2 separate regions of the Sus scrofa genome follow, and region 1 is linked to region 2. A link is a contact called in public HiChIP or PLAC-seq data. All regions are on one chromosome and are shown on one strand. Each heading gives the region's core, a stretch centred on a gene start, on an enhancer-like site or on the middle of the called end of the contact. The rest is flanking DNA. Distances are from core to core; before and after follow the strand shown. Region 1 overlaps DAB2IP (disabled homolog 2-interacting protein). Region 2 overlaps LOC110256217 (a long non-coding RNA gene).

Region 1 (6,703 bases), core at 636-3,135, 160 kb before region 2:
GCTGGCTGCCAACAAGCCACAGGCTCCCAGGCCACCAGCAAAGGCAAAAATTCCTGTCAAAGAAAACCAGGGTGTGGCTGCCAAGCTCCTCCTGCTCCTAGTGACCGCGCTGCATCTAAGTCATCCGTGGCTCTCCAGTCCCAGCCTCACCCACGACAGCCGCACACCTGGGAAATGCACTGGCCAGGCCCTGGCTCCACGTTCAGCGACTCCACACGGCTGCTGCTCCTGCAGCCCAGCAGCCCAACTACAGTTAAGCAAACAGGCTCTGAGACCTTGAAGGGCTTCCCAAGGCCAGAGAATGTGCCAGACTCCCAGAGCCCACCCTCTTTCCCCACCCCAAGCTGGCTGACTCTGGGATAAGCTAGCCCTGTCTGTCATTTGCCACTGGCTCACGAGACTCCAATCAGTCATGGCATACACTTCAAATACAGTTTCCAAGGGGCTCCCCATCCCAGCCACTCAGGTCCTACTCAGCCGCATCTGGATCCAGCGACACTGGGCTGCCCACCTACACTGAGAACACCCCCAGCAGCAAGTCCACCTTACCCATCAAAGACCACCGCCTCCACGACGACTGCCTGGGCAGAACCAACACCTCCCTCCCTTTGCCCCTAGGTTCTCCACTCTGCCCAACCCCCCCACCCCCCGAGGAAGTGGAGGCCCAGAGAGGTCAGCGGCTTTCCCAAGGTCACAGTTCAAGGCACCTGGGCAGGGCCAGAGGCCTGGCATCAGGGCTCCAACTCCAAACTCTCTTCACTACTGTCAACACCTCAGGCTTTCCCCAAACTCGCAGAAATCATGTGATCAAATGCACCAACTTTCAGGTAACCTAGACGAATCAGGGGTCACCAGAACTGTACTGAACTAAGACTGTGTCACCTCCTGTGTGACCCTGGGTAGATCATTTCCCCTTTCTCAAAAACGGTGATGGACACCCAGCTGGTAGGGAGTCTGCACCCCCCAGCAGTGGTCGTGAAGGTGGCCAGGACTAAGGCACATGGTGGGCCCGTCACAACCCCTCCACCAGAGAGAGTGTGGAACAAGCCAAACCCCAACTTCTCAGGAGATGGTACTTCCCCAGCAGAGGCTGCCGCATCTCAGGGGCCTGGCTCCTGACAACTGTTCCAAACATCTAAGCTGGAGCAAAACATACCCAGGCCCAGACACGGCCTCCCAGTCCTCCTGGCCGCCGGCCTGCACACCGGCCAGTCGTGGAACAGGCACAGGCAGGGAGAAGGAGAAGGAGAGAATCCGACTGGGGAGAGACGACAGCCCCCAAACCCCGCGCAGCCCCACCCAGCGCAGCCTGGGCTGGGCGACTCTGACCAAAGGCCAAGCTCCTGGTTTCCCGGTTCTCAGTGCAGCCAAAGGGGCCACCGGGCCTGTTCATGGAAAGGAGCTGCTGACACTGGATTTCCTCTCGTTTTAAAAACTAAAAACAGCAACACTTGCCTATCTCGCTTTTTGGCGGGGTGATCCTAAATGCTTCCACATTCGGGGCAGTGGGAGATGTACACGGAGGAGGGGGCAGAACTCAACGCCGGGGAACAGCCGTGTCCCTGCCAAGGCTGGACACCTGCGAAGACCCCTCCCCGACTGGCCGCTCCCACCCAGCTCATGCAGCTCTCTCTGGAGCCTGGAGGCTGGTCAGGGGCCGAGGCTGGCAGCCTCCCTCCTTCCCTCCTTCCCAGCCTCCCTCATTCCAACCACCGCTCAGACCATCAGGTCACTCACCATCCCTCAGCGCAGCCAACAGGCTCACCAGGCCTGGGAAACTGAGGGCCCAGGCCAGCCACCCCGCTGCCCGCTGTTCCCCACTGGTCCTGGACATACCACCGCAGCTCTGTCCGCTGGGACTAATCATGGCTAGTTAAACAAAGGCTAAGTTCCAACTCTCCGTAATGTGCTTTTAAAGGGCCAGTGTCCCACTTGGGGCTGCTGGGGACTTAAAGGCACAGCTCCCTTTTTCAGTACAGGAAGCAAGACAGCAAAAAACCCCAAATCCCTCAAAAGTTATGATCTGATTAGAGGCCTTGGGCTCCTCAGAAAGAGTTTAGACAAAACGAGCAAAAGTAAAAATCCAAATTGCACCTGAAGAATCCCCCCAAATCCCAAACCAAGAGGCGACATCTCAAGACTGAGAATAGGAAGGGCAGTGCTTAAGCACTCTGTGCCAGGCTCTCAGTGCGTGGTGATGCCCTCTCATTATTCCTCACAGCCCCGCCACGAGACAGGCAATCCCCTGACCCCGACACACAGCAGAGGAAGCTGTGGTGGGCAGAGGCCGCCGACTTAACCAGGATTGCACGAAGTCTGCAGCAAAGCCAGGGCATGGCGACGTGAGTTCGGCCAAAGCTGGGACTCTCTCCCCCACCAGCTCCCTGCGGAGGCCCCATGCACTCCGTGTCCGGCATCTTTCCTTCAGAAGGAAACAGGCGGGCGAGGACGAGGAATCATATGTTGTAGATGCCCAAACACCGGGCTTTCGACCTAGGCCTCCAAACCCTGTGAAGTCAGTTCTACCTCCCCCTTCTTACAGATGAGAAAACTGGAAATCGCGAGGCCAGGAAAAGCAGGGAGAGGGAGGAGAGACGAATGGGCCTGCAGCCCGACACCTAGGCCGCCATCGCTTCCCAAACAGGCTCTGTACTCAGAGGAGAGGCTAGACAAGGGAGCCGTCCCTCCAAGGCGCAGGGCTCAGACAAGCTGGCCGAGGTCCACAGGAATGGAAAAGGCCAAGCTGCAGAGATGGGGGCTCTCCTGGAGACCCTAGACTGGGCAGGGGGTAGGGCCTGCAAGCTGCTAGAACAGGAGTGGCCAGGGGAGAGGAAAGGAGGAGAGACTTGATGGCCTGGGCCTCAGTACCTGGTCTGGCGAAGCCCTCCAAGAAAGGTGGGCCACCTAGGCAGGTGGGCAGGCTGCACGTGCTGCACAGCCATCTCATAGGAAAGGCCGAGGCCAGGCAGGAGCCTCGGGCCTACCTCTGCTGGAGCCTCTGCCAGGTCATTCAAGCATTTACCACCCTCAGTCCGTTTCTTTTCTTTTTGTCTTTTTAGGGCCGCACCTACAGCTTATGGAGGTTCCCAGGCTAGGGGTTGAATTGGAGTTGCTGCTGCCAGCCTAAGCCACAGCCTCAGCAACGCCAGATCCAAGCCAAGTCTGAGACCTACACCAGAGCTCATGGCAACGCTGGATCCTTAACCCACAGAGCACCCGCGTCCTCATGGATACCAGTCAGGTATAACGACCGAGCCACACCGGGAACTCCCCCCCTCAGTCTGTTTCTATGGAGGCTGGCAGTCAAATAAGTTCGAAGCCACAAAGCCTGGTGATCCAGAACATGGGCTCTGAAGCCAGACTGTCCAAATCTAGGGCCGTGCCTTTTGCAACCTTGTGTTCTTGGACAGTTGATTCACCTCTCTGGGAAAGTTTCTTCCTCCGCAATAATAATAGTACTAAGCCTTCAAGGGTTACTGTGAGGAGGTAACGAGTTACAGCCCAAAGCCTGGCTCCCATGAGCACTTAATAAAGACCAGCCTGCTGAGCCAGGTTGAAGGAGGCTGCTCCAGGACTCGCTGGGAGACACAAAGCTGGAAACTAGCTTTCTGTGTAGTGACCCTGGGCAAGTCACTTCTTTCTCTGAACCTCCGTTTATTTCCATAAAGAAGGGGTCCAATTGGGACCCTCAGTGAATACCAGGCAAGACCACCCTCTCTAGCATGTCCCAGTTGCCCACATCCTCCTGAAGCATCCAGATGCTAAGGCCACAGCCTACAGAAGACCGGACAGCCTGAAAACAGCCTGGCTCTGCCCCGCCCCACCCTCAGGCTAATTGGGATCCCCTGAGTAGGGAGAAGGAGCCAGGGTGCAAAGCAGCCAAAGGCATCACCTCTCCAGGTAGAACCCAGCCACTCACCCCCCCCCCCCCCGCCACCTACCCACCCTGGACCTCAGTCTCCCCACTCCCCAGTGAGAGGCGGGCCCTCTCCTCCTCAGGTGTCTCCCATAGGAAATGCTGCAGCTGAGCTCACTCTCCAGTGCAGAGCTCAGCAGCCACAAAACCACCCCACACCTGCGACGCAAACAGCCTCCCAGAAGGTGGGGGCTTCCTTGGCCCTGAGAGCCCTTAAAGCTCGAATCAGTTAAGTTCAAGGTCTGCCCCTGTTTATCTTCCTGGAGCCAAAAGCAACTGGTGTCTATGCTTGGGGAGAGTGGAGTGGGGAGGGGGAAAGGGAGGGGCCTTGGGCAACCCAGCGCCTGACAGCCACCATTACCTCCTTACCCACAGGGTTAATCCATCAGTAAGGACTTGGAGGTCTGCAGGACTGAGTGGCAATTTGATTGTGTATTTAGCAACTGTGGGACTTTACGCAAGACTTTTCACTTTTCTGAGCCTCAGTTTCTTCATGTGTAAAGTGGGGAAACACTATTCTCAGCAGTAACAGATGTAAAAACACTGCTTCACCAGGTGCAGAGAAAGCATTTGACAAAACAACCTGGGAGGAGTTCCCATCATGGCGAAGTGGTTAATGAATCCCACTAGGAACCATGAGGTTGCGGGTTCAATCCCTGGCCTTGCTCAGTGGGTTAAGGATCCGACGTTGCTGTGAGCTGTGGTGTAGGTTGCAGATGTGGCTCGGATCCCGAATTGCTGTGGCTCTGGCGTAGGCAGCTACAGCTCTGATTAGACCCCTAGCCTGGGAACCTCCATGTGCTGTGGGAAGCGGAAAAAGGCAAAACAAAAACGAAAACAAAAAACACCAACAATCTGGGAACCCAAAGACTCAAAAATGTGGGTGTCATTCATTCAACACACACTCAGAACCTGGGGACCATCGGATCTTAGGTTGTCTCCAACCCTACACTGCACTCTGCACAAGCCAAACACTTGCAGGGTCAAGGTCCCATCCACCAAAATATCCTGAAAAAGACTTCAAACTTCTCTGGAAGCCAAACACGCGAAGGAGCATTTCAGAGCAAAACCACTAGTGCCAACAAAGTCTAGCTCTGCTCTGGGGAAGGTGGAAGGGCCCTCCAAGGAGAGCCAGGTCCACGGTGTTCTTCGGGAGCCCTGGACCCAGAGAGAGATGGGGCAGAAGTGGGTATGAGCAAAAAAAGTGAGATACTTCAGGGCGGCCAGCAAGCCCTCCAGAGGGCTGTTAAAGGTCGGGGGCGGGGGTGGGGGGATGCCACCCAGCAGTCAGATTCTGCTGGGAGGGGGTCCTGAGGCAGGCCCTAGGAGGAGGCCGTTGGTAACCCCAGACCCCTACACGAAGCTGTCTGAGCCCTTCCCCTGACACATCCGTTTCCCCGAGGCCTGCTCTCCTGCGGCCTCCTCTTCACTCACCTCCCGTCTATTCAACACACCTGGCCTGGCCCCCAGTGCTTCTCCTGAAGTGCCCCATGGTCTGCATGTGGCCAAAGCCCACCACGGCGCCCGTCCCCCCAGACTCCACAGCCAGCCAGCTCCCTCCCTGAAAACCAGGCAGCACACTCCTGACGAACCTCCGGCCTCCCGGGCCGCTGTCTTCGTCCTGGTACTTTCCTGCCTTTGCTTCAAGTGTTGGAGTTTCTCAGGCTCTGATGTGGGCGCACCCTCGTTCCGCGAACTCATCCATACCTTCGCTTTAAACAGCCCCGCTGTGCTCAAGACTCCGAGGTTCCACCTCTGGCCCCGCCCTCCTCTGAGCTCCAGACTCACACCTAAAGGCTGCTCTGAAGTCGTCTCTAGGACGCCTCACAGAACCTCAAATCTCAATGTCCAAAGTGGAGCTCCGTCTCAGCAGCTGAAGCCAGGCGCCTCAAAAGCCAGGAACTCTCCCATTCCCAAGCCTTCAGAACCCAAACCACCAGCAAATCCCGCAGCTGCCTCTGTGAAAAGCGTTCCCACCCGTCCACGCCTCTTCACCTGCCTGACCCCGCCCCCCCAGCTGGGAGTCCGGGGACCCTTTAGAGATGCAAATCGGATTACTTAACTCCCGGGCTAGAGAACCTCCAATCACACCCTACAGCAATCTGAATCAATCCCAACTCCTCCCGGTGAAAGGAGTCCGCTGGAGTGACCAGCCTACCCTCCGAGCTCAGCCTGCAGCCCCCATCCCCCACAAGAAGCCTCGGCTTTCCCGCCTCGAGGACTTTGTCCTCGCAGCTCCCGGGGCGGGAGCTCTAAGTTCCACCCACTTCTCTCCTAGCCTGGCTTCAGGAGTCCGGAGGAATTCAGTCCTTCCCCGACCGCCGTCTACCACGGGTCTACCACGGGTCCTGCCCCACCCTCAATACTCCCCATGCAAACACTTGGCTGCTTCCTTCATCATACCCATCTTGCTCATTCAGCCAGCAAATATTTATTAAGTGCAAACTATGTGCCAGGCACTATTTTAGGCACTGGGAATTCAGGTGCTGAACAAAGCAGACACAACTCCTGACTTGCATCACCCCACCTGGAATTACTTATTTTTTTCTCCACTCATGATTACCTGCCTCTGTGTGGCCAAGGGCTCTGTATTTCTGCATCCTAAGGGAGGGCCTGGCTTGGTGTAAGAGCTCAGCAAGTATTTATAAAATACGCAAAAAAAAAAAAAAAAAAAAAAAGACACAAAGAGCAAGGCAGCAAAGAGCACCAAATCCACAAAGACACAAAAGGTCCAGAGCCGAGCCCTTGCTGCCTCTAAGGCAGAAGCCTCTCCCACCGCCGCGGGGT
Region 2 (6,137 bases), core at 557-3,056:
CCAGCAATCAGCTCAGGGAGGCCAGCCAGTGAGATGGTGCTGGGCCCCATGAGAAGGGCCCACTGGCCTTCTTGGTATAAGGTGGGGGTTGCGGGGGAGGCACACCAGCAGTCCAGGAGCCTGGGTGTAATTTAGGCCCCATCATCATAGGACTAAGGCTCAGACTAGTGACCTCACCTTCTTGGGCCTCAGTTTCTTCATCTATAAAATGGGGATTCACTTGTGCCAGGAAATACATCAGGTAGTAGGAAAGCTGCCGGGAACCTGGCCCCACTATTAAGCCATTCAGCAAAGATTTGCTACTCGGTCCTGTGGGCAGCCACCCTCCAGACCAATATGAGAAGGAATGATCTAGGAGGCCACTACTGCGGTCCCCACTCCTCTAATGAGGAAGTCGGGGCTCAGAGAGTCACATGCTCCGGATCCCAGTGGGGAGGTGCAGCAGGATGCAAGCCCAGGCCTGGGCATAAGGATGGGGCAAAGTGTCTTTGCTTCCTAAACACCAGGAACTCCTGTGTCAGCTGCTCCCTCCTGCTCCCACCAAAAGCCCCTCTCTTTAGGGGACACTCACTCCTCCCCCGGAGCCCTCTCCAGCTCTGCCTGGCCCATTTCCAGCCACAGGGACTGCCCTGCCCCCATCCCCAGGCCTCACCCCCTGGCCTTGTGCAGCCAGCTGCTCAGGCTTGGGAGCATCAGCGACTTAAGCCCCTCCCTGTCCGGCCTCATTGTTCTTTATTGACTCTTTTTCCTGATTTCGCCTCTTCCCAGAGTCCCATGGGGCAAGAAGTGGGGCTCCACCACTGGTCCACTGGCCCAGCTGGGGAGGTCAGAGGGACCGGCGAGGCCAGTCAGCAGGAAGGATTGTGGACTGGCGGCCAGGATACCCAGGGGAAGCCCAGAGTGGTGGGCAGAAGTCTGGGAGTCCTGGGTTTGAATCATGGGCACCCCACTAGGTGCCCTTCTAAGCCTTGGGCCCTTCTAAGTCTCAATTGTCTCATCTGAGCAGTGGGGCTGTTCCTGCCTCTGGGAGGAGCCAGTGACTCCACGGGGAACACTTAACACAAGGCCGGGCATGTAGTAAGAGCTCAGTAAGTGGGGTCCCCGCTCTGCCTCTCTGGCCCAATTCCCTCACCTGTGAAAGGACCTCGGGTTGAGGGTGTGGCTTCTCCTGTTCCTTCTGTCCCCTGAGGCCCAGCCAGCTGGTCCAGGCAGGGCCCTAGAGCAACATGGAAAGAATCTGGATTTAGCCTCCCTTCCCCCTCCCAGGTAGGCAAGGCTGCTGTCATTAGCTCGGTTTCACAGGCAGAGAAACTGAGGTTTGCTGTTGAGTTAGCCAAGTGGCAGGGCCAGGACGAGGTCACAGGCTCTTGTTCTTGAGAGGTACAGCAGGCTTGAACAGCATCCATCCTCCCTGATCCAGCCACACGGACACACAGCAAAGGGCCTGGGGGCCACTGGTTCAAAGCATGGGCTCTGGGGTGAGGCAAACCGACAGGATTCTCGGCTCTGCCATTCATTCACTGTGTGACTTTGGGTAAGTCACTCAGCCTCTCTGAACTTGTTTCCTCATCTCAAACAGGAGGATGAGAACAGCCGCCTCACCGGGTGGGGGAAAGGGGAAGCCAGATGATGCATGTAAAGCACGTGGCTGGCCACATAGCTGCTGTTTTATGGTTATTTTCCACTTGCAACCAGCGGAGGCAAACCGCTTATGACATCTTCAAATTCCCCCTCTCACGAGGGAAGGGCCAGGGCGTGGTGACATCAGGCCCGCTGACAACTTCCAGCCCAAAATAGCCCTCTCTTTAGACTGACCCTCCTGTTACAGCAGCTTCTGCACTCGCTGTCCCCAGGTGAGCTGACAAGCTCAGCGGTGCCTCCTGCCCCATCGAGTTCGGCCTCTGAACGGTTCCAACAAATGCTCCTAGGGAGACAGAATTTTAGGTGGCAGCTTTGGCACATGGCTGGCTCTCAGAAGGTGCAACCAAACCAAGCCCCTGGGCTCGGTAGCCACCTGGGTTAAATCACTGACCTCGCCGGAAGGTCTCGATGTCACTTACCTTCCTGGAGCCTCAGTTTCCTCATCTGGAAAATGGAGCCATGACAGCAGCCTACCAGGTTTGTTGTGAAGATTCAAGTAGGCAATGAACATGAAGGACCTTGCCCAGGGCCTGGCCTGCAGAAGGGACTCAATAAATACCACTAGTTGTTATACCTGCAGCACCTGGAAGTTTACAAAATCACCTCCATCTGCCTCCCTACAGGGCCCCCAGCTGGAGCCAATGTCCCTTGCTGCTTATCAAGAAACTGAAGGTTCTGAGCTGCCTGTGCCGCTCCCAGAATTTCCAAAGCAACCAGCCCCTTCCAGAGCTTTTATCCTGGCCCAGCTCCCTCGTCTACGAATCATGAACTCCCCCCAACAGGTGTCCAGCCTCCCATGGTTTCATCGCATCGTTCCTCCGAGACCCCAGCCGACCCCTGCAGGCAAGGCAGGGCTGAGTCTGCCCATTTATTGGACAAAGAAGCTGAGTCTGAGTGAGGAGTGGGGATGTGGTCCAGGCCGCTGGATGGCAGAGGGAGCCCGGATGAGGCTCAGGCCGCAGAGAGGGAAAAGGGTGCCAAGTGCTGAGTCGGATTTAGAATCTTAGATGGCCAGAGCTGGAACATTCGGGAGTGTGGAGTGCAGGGGCCTCAGCGGACAGCTAAGGAAATAGAAGCCCAGAGGGGAGAAGGTTGCCCGAGGGCTCAGGGCAAGTTAAGGGCAGGATCTGGCTGGTGCCACTCGCCATGCACTCATTCACTCATTCATTCATCCAGTGAATGTGTATTGAGTCTCTTCTCAGGGCCAGAGGCTGGCAGGACCTGGAGATGTGGCAGCAAATAAGACAGAGCCCCTGCCTTCTAGGATCTCACAGTCTTGAGTGGGAGTCAGGTCAGGGACGGGGGATCCTCTTGTCCCCTTCCTCACAATCGCAGGCACACAGGAAGGAGGTGCTTCTCCGGGCTGGACTTTCCAAGCAGCTCTGAAGGGCACAGTCAGATCTTGTCTGGCCTTCACCCCAATCTATACAGAGGAAAACTGAGGCCCCTTCAGGAAGAACTCTGCTAGGGTTAGGGCACAGTCTCCAAACTCCCTCCTCCTTGCCTTTCTGCCCCTGATGGCTGTCCCTGTGTTTGCCCCTCCCCCAGCTGTGGTCTGAGCCCTCACCGGCCTGGCTTGTAGGAACCCCCTCCCCCCGCCACTAAGGGGCACTGCTCAGCCCTGTCTGCTAAGATGCCCTGAATGTGGCTGAGGCCTCCAGAACATAAGTGTCAGCGGCTGGGGACCTGGCCAAACTCCTTCCAGCCCCTGAGCATCTGGTAAATGGAATCAGCTCAGGCTATGCAACCGGTGGAAGGGAGTCTTGCTCTGCTTAAAGTGGGGAAGGGGCCCAGAGCCCCCCCCCCACAGCTGTGCTTCTCCCAGCCCTGTCCCCACTGAGGCTTTGGAGCCCCCTAAGGAGCTCAGCTCACCAACCCCTGACCAGAAGCATCACCCTCCCTGGCAGCGTCAGAAAACCCTCCGCAGTTTTTCCTGCTGCTGTGCTTTTGCACGCGCTTTTTCTCCCCTCCTGGAAGGGCCTTTCCTCACATCCTTGGCTGGACCAACCGAATTGTTCACTTCACGATTCGCAAGGATTTCTTGGACACTTACTACAGGCCAGGCAGAGAGCTACGCCCTGGGGATAACAGCTGCCAGGGAGCTTAGAGAACAGTGCGGGGTGCGGAGGTTAAACACATGCACAGATGACCTCGAGTGGCGCAACCAGCAACAGGTCCTATAAAAGGAAAAGAGAGACTAGGAGAGGGGGAATCTAATTTGATGGCCTGGGGGAGCATGATCTAAAGTAGGCTCCTCTGAGGGAGTGGCTTTCTGTGGCGCCTGAGAGGAGGAGGAGAAGGAATTAGCTCAGTGAAGAGCAAGAGGAAGAGCATTCCAGGCAAAGGGAACAGCATGTGCAAAGGCCCTGGGGTGATAACTAGTTTGGTGAGTGTGAGGAAGATCAGATGAGTATGGCTGGAGCCTACAGAGTGAGAGGGTGAGGGCAGAAGCGTCGGATCATGGAGGGAGGCACAAGAGGCCAACCTTAGTGAAGGGACCTTGTGGGTAACAGGGAGAGGGAGGGGTCCAAGAGAAAGAACCAGAAAAAAGAGAATGAGAAATAGATGGGAAAAAATCAGAAGAGCGGCCTATCCTGGAAGCCAAGTGAAGAAATCATTTCACATAAGAGAGAGCAATCTGCTTCTTCAGTGGAGTAGTCGCCTCCTCCAGGAAGCCTTCCTGGGTTCCATACCTGGCATTAGAGGTTCCACAGGGCCTTGGCCTTCCCCATCAGAGGGCTTACCTCACTCCCAGACCAGCCTGGGAATGTCACAAAGGCAGAGACAAGGTCTGACTTGTCTCTCCAACCCCCAAACTTAGTCTGGGATGTGAAAATAGTATTTGTTAGATAAATAAAGGTAGGACCTGTGCTCAGAAAGGAAGTGACTCTGAGGCCACAGTTTGCCCTTACTGCCCTGGCAGAATGACCCCTTCAGCTTTGGCACTCCAAGGCTGAGGCTAGACATCTCTTGGCTGGACCTGGGACCACTGCCAAGGGCAGCCTGGGCTCCCCTCCAGTCCTGCCTGCTCCTTTCTTGTCCCTTTGCCTCTTCATCTCAGATCCCAGGCATCTCCCTTCCTGACCAGCTTCAGGTCAAGACCAGCCACAGGTGAAGAGAGGGAGCTGGCTGTGGGTGGCCCTTCAGTGAGAGCACCATCAGCCTCCATTTCCAGGGCCCCAGGCTCACCCAGCCCCTAGGCTGTCACTTGCAAACCCAGAGGACAGCAGGTTGGGGCTGTGGGCTCACAAGATGCCACCGGGTTCCAGGTGGGGAGATGGAGCCCCGAGGGATATGGAGCCTTGCCTGGCTATGGGCTGGTCCCCAGGCAAGGATCTGGGCCCTCCGTGGGTAGCATCCAAGTGTCCCTGGGCCAAGCTCCAGGTGGACACATCTAGAGACAGGCAGGTCTGTCACACAAGCCCAGACTGTCTGCCCCACCTCCCCTGAGGACTCTTCACTCCAAATGCAGCCTCCTCTGTACCATTTGTCTGTCCCCCATTGGAGGCTGGGAGCTCTTCCACAGCCAGGGCCTCCGTCTCCCTCTCCCCCTCCCTCTCATTCTTGCCTCCCTCCATTCACCAAACACAAACTGTTTCTTGGGTTTGAGTTCTTTATTCCTGCACCCCTGACCCTGCTACAGAGCCTGGCACGTGATGGGGGGGGGTCACTCAACGTGTGTCCACTGGCCACCCACCTGCCCAAAGATGCCAGGCCTGCAGGCAGGGCCGTGCCAAACTCCCCTGAGGGGTTCAGCTCCAAACTGTGGCAAAGGGCCCCTCTCCCTGGAAAGAGCCGAGGCCGGCAGGAGGGAGGGAGTTTGGCCTTGAGTCTGTGCCTGGCAGCCAGGCCTGGCTGGGGGTGGGAGTGCAGGGGTCCAGAGGGAGAAGAATGGTTTTCTTGGCCCACAATTTTGGGGACCCGGCAAGGCCCCGACCTCAGCTAGCCCTCCTCTCTGAGGCCAACAGGGCCCTCTCCCTACCGAGCCCTCAAACCTGCTGTCCCCCAGTTGCCCCTCAGTCCCTCATCCACCCTTCTGCCCTCCTCCTCCTCTCCCTCACACACGGTGGAGGCAGCCAGAGGGCCGGGGCATCCTAGCCAAAGGTGCACAGCCTGGCCAGGCTGAGCAATCGGTCTTAGTTCTCTGCACCCCTGGAGCCCCCAAGTCCAGCCATGGTGGAGCCACTTGGAGACTTAAAAGTCTAACGGGGGTCTGTCCCAAGCAACTTTCCCCCAACAAGCTGCCCAGGGTTAGCAAGGAGACTGCGGCAGGGGGGCAGCTCCCCGGTGGCAGCCCCCTGGGGCCCTGCAAATCAGGGAGGGCTTTCAGCCTGGCTTTAATTACAGGCTGCGTTCTGTTGCCTGGTCCATCTATATTTATCTGCAGGATCTCACTAATTAAATTCCCCACAGCACCGGCAGGGCCTGGGGACAGCGAATGAGGCAGACAGGCAGGGGGGCTGCAAACTTCCTTCCTTTCCTTCTCGGCCAAGAGC

The links. HiChIP or PLAC-seq counts read pairs in DNA pulled down with a chosen protein or histone mark.
Region 1: a contact with region 2 is called in an H3K27ac HiChIP or PLAC-seq map of skeletal muscle. The contact joins two enhancer-like sites. A contact is called at or near these places in 1 of 47 Hi-C or Micro-C datasets (embryonic fibroblasts) and 1 of 2 datasets of contacts at active chromatin or transcription factors (skeletal muscle).

Annotation. Positions count from the first base shown.
Region 1 is chr1:261,815,928-261,822,630 of Sscrofa11.1, reverse strand. All of the region lies in intron 3 of DAB2IP (disabled homolog 2-interacting protein), which reads right to left. Among named protein-coding and RNA genes, the nearest start is that of DAB2IP, 87 kb to the right of the region's middle. Within about 2 kb of position 1,885, at least 31 of the 83 cell types and tissues checked have an H3K27ac peak or open chromatin away from gene starts, as enhancers often do. A contact at or near this core is called in skeletal muscle, where this site is marked.
Region 2 is chr1:261,660,185-261,666,321 of Sscrofa11.1, reverse strand. It overlaps LOC110256217 (a long non-coding RNA gene), which reads right to left. Exons shown (of 3, transcript XR_002337474.1): 2 at 2,061-3,818; 3 at 1-1,924. Among named protein-coding and RNA genes, the nearest start is that of DAB2IP, 69 kb to the left of the region's middle. Within about 2 kb of position 1,806, at least 15 of the 83 cell types and tissues checked have an H3K27ac peak or open chromatin away from gene starts, as enhancers often do. A contact at or near this core is called in skeletal muscle, where this site is marked.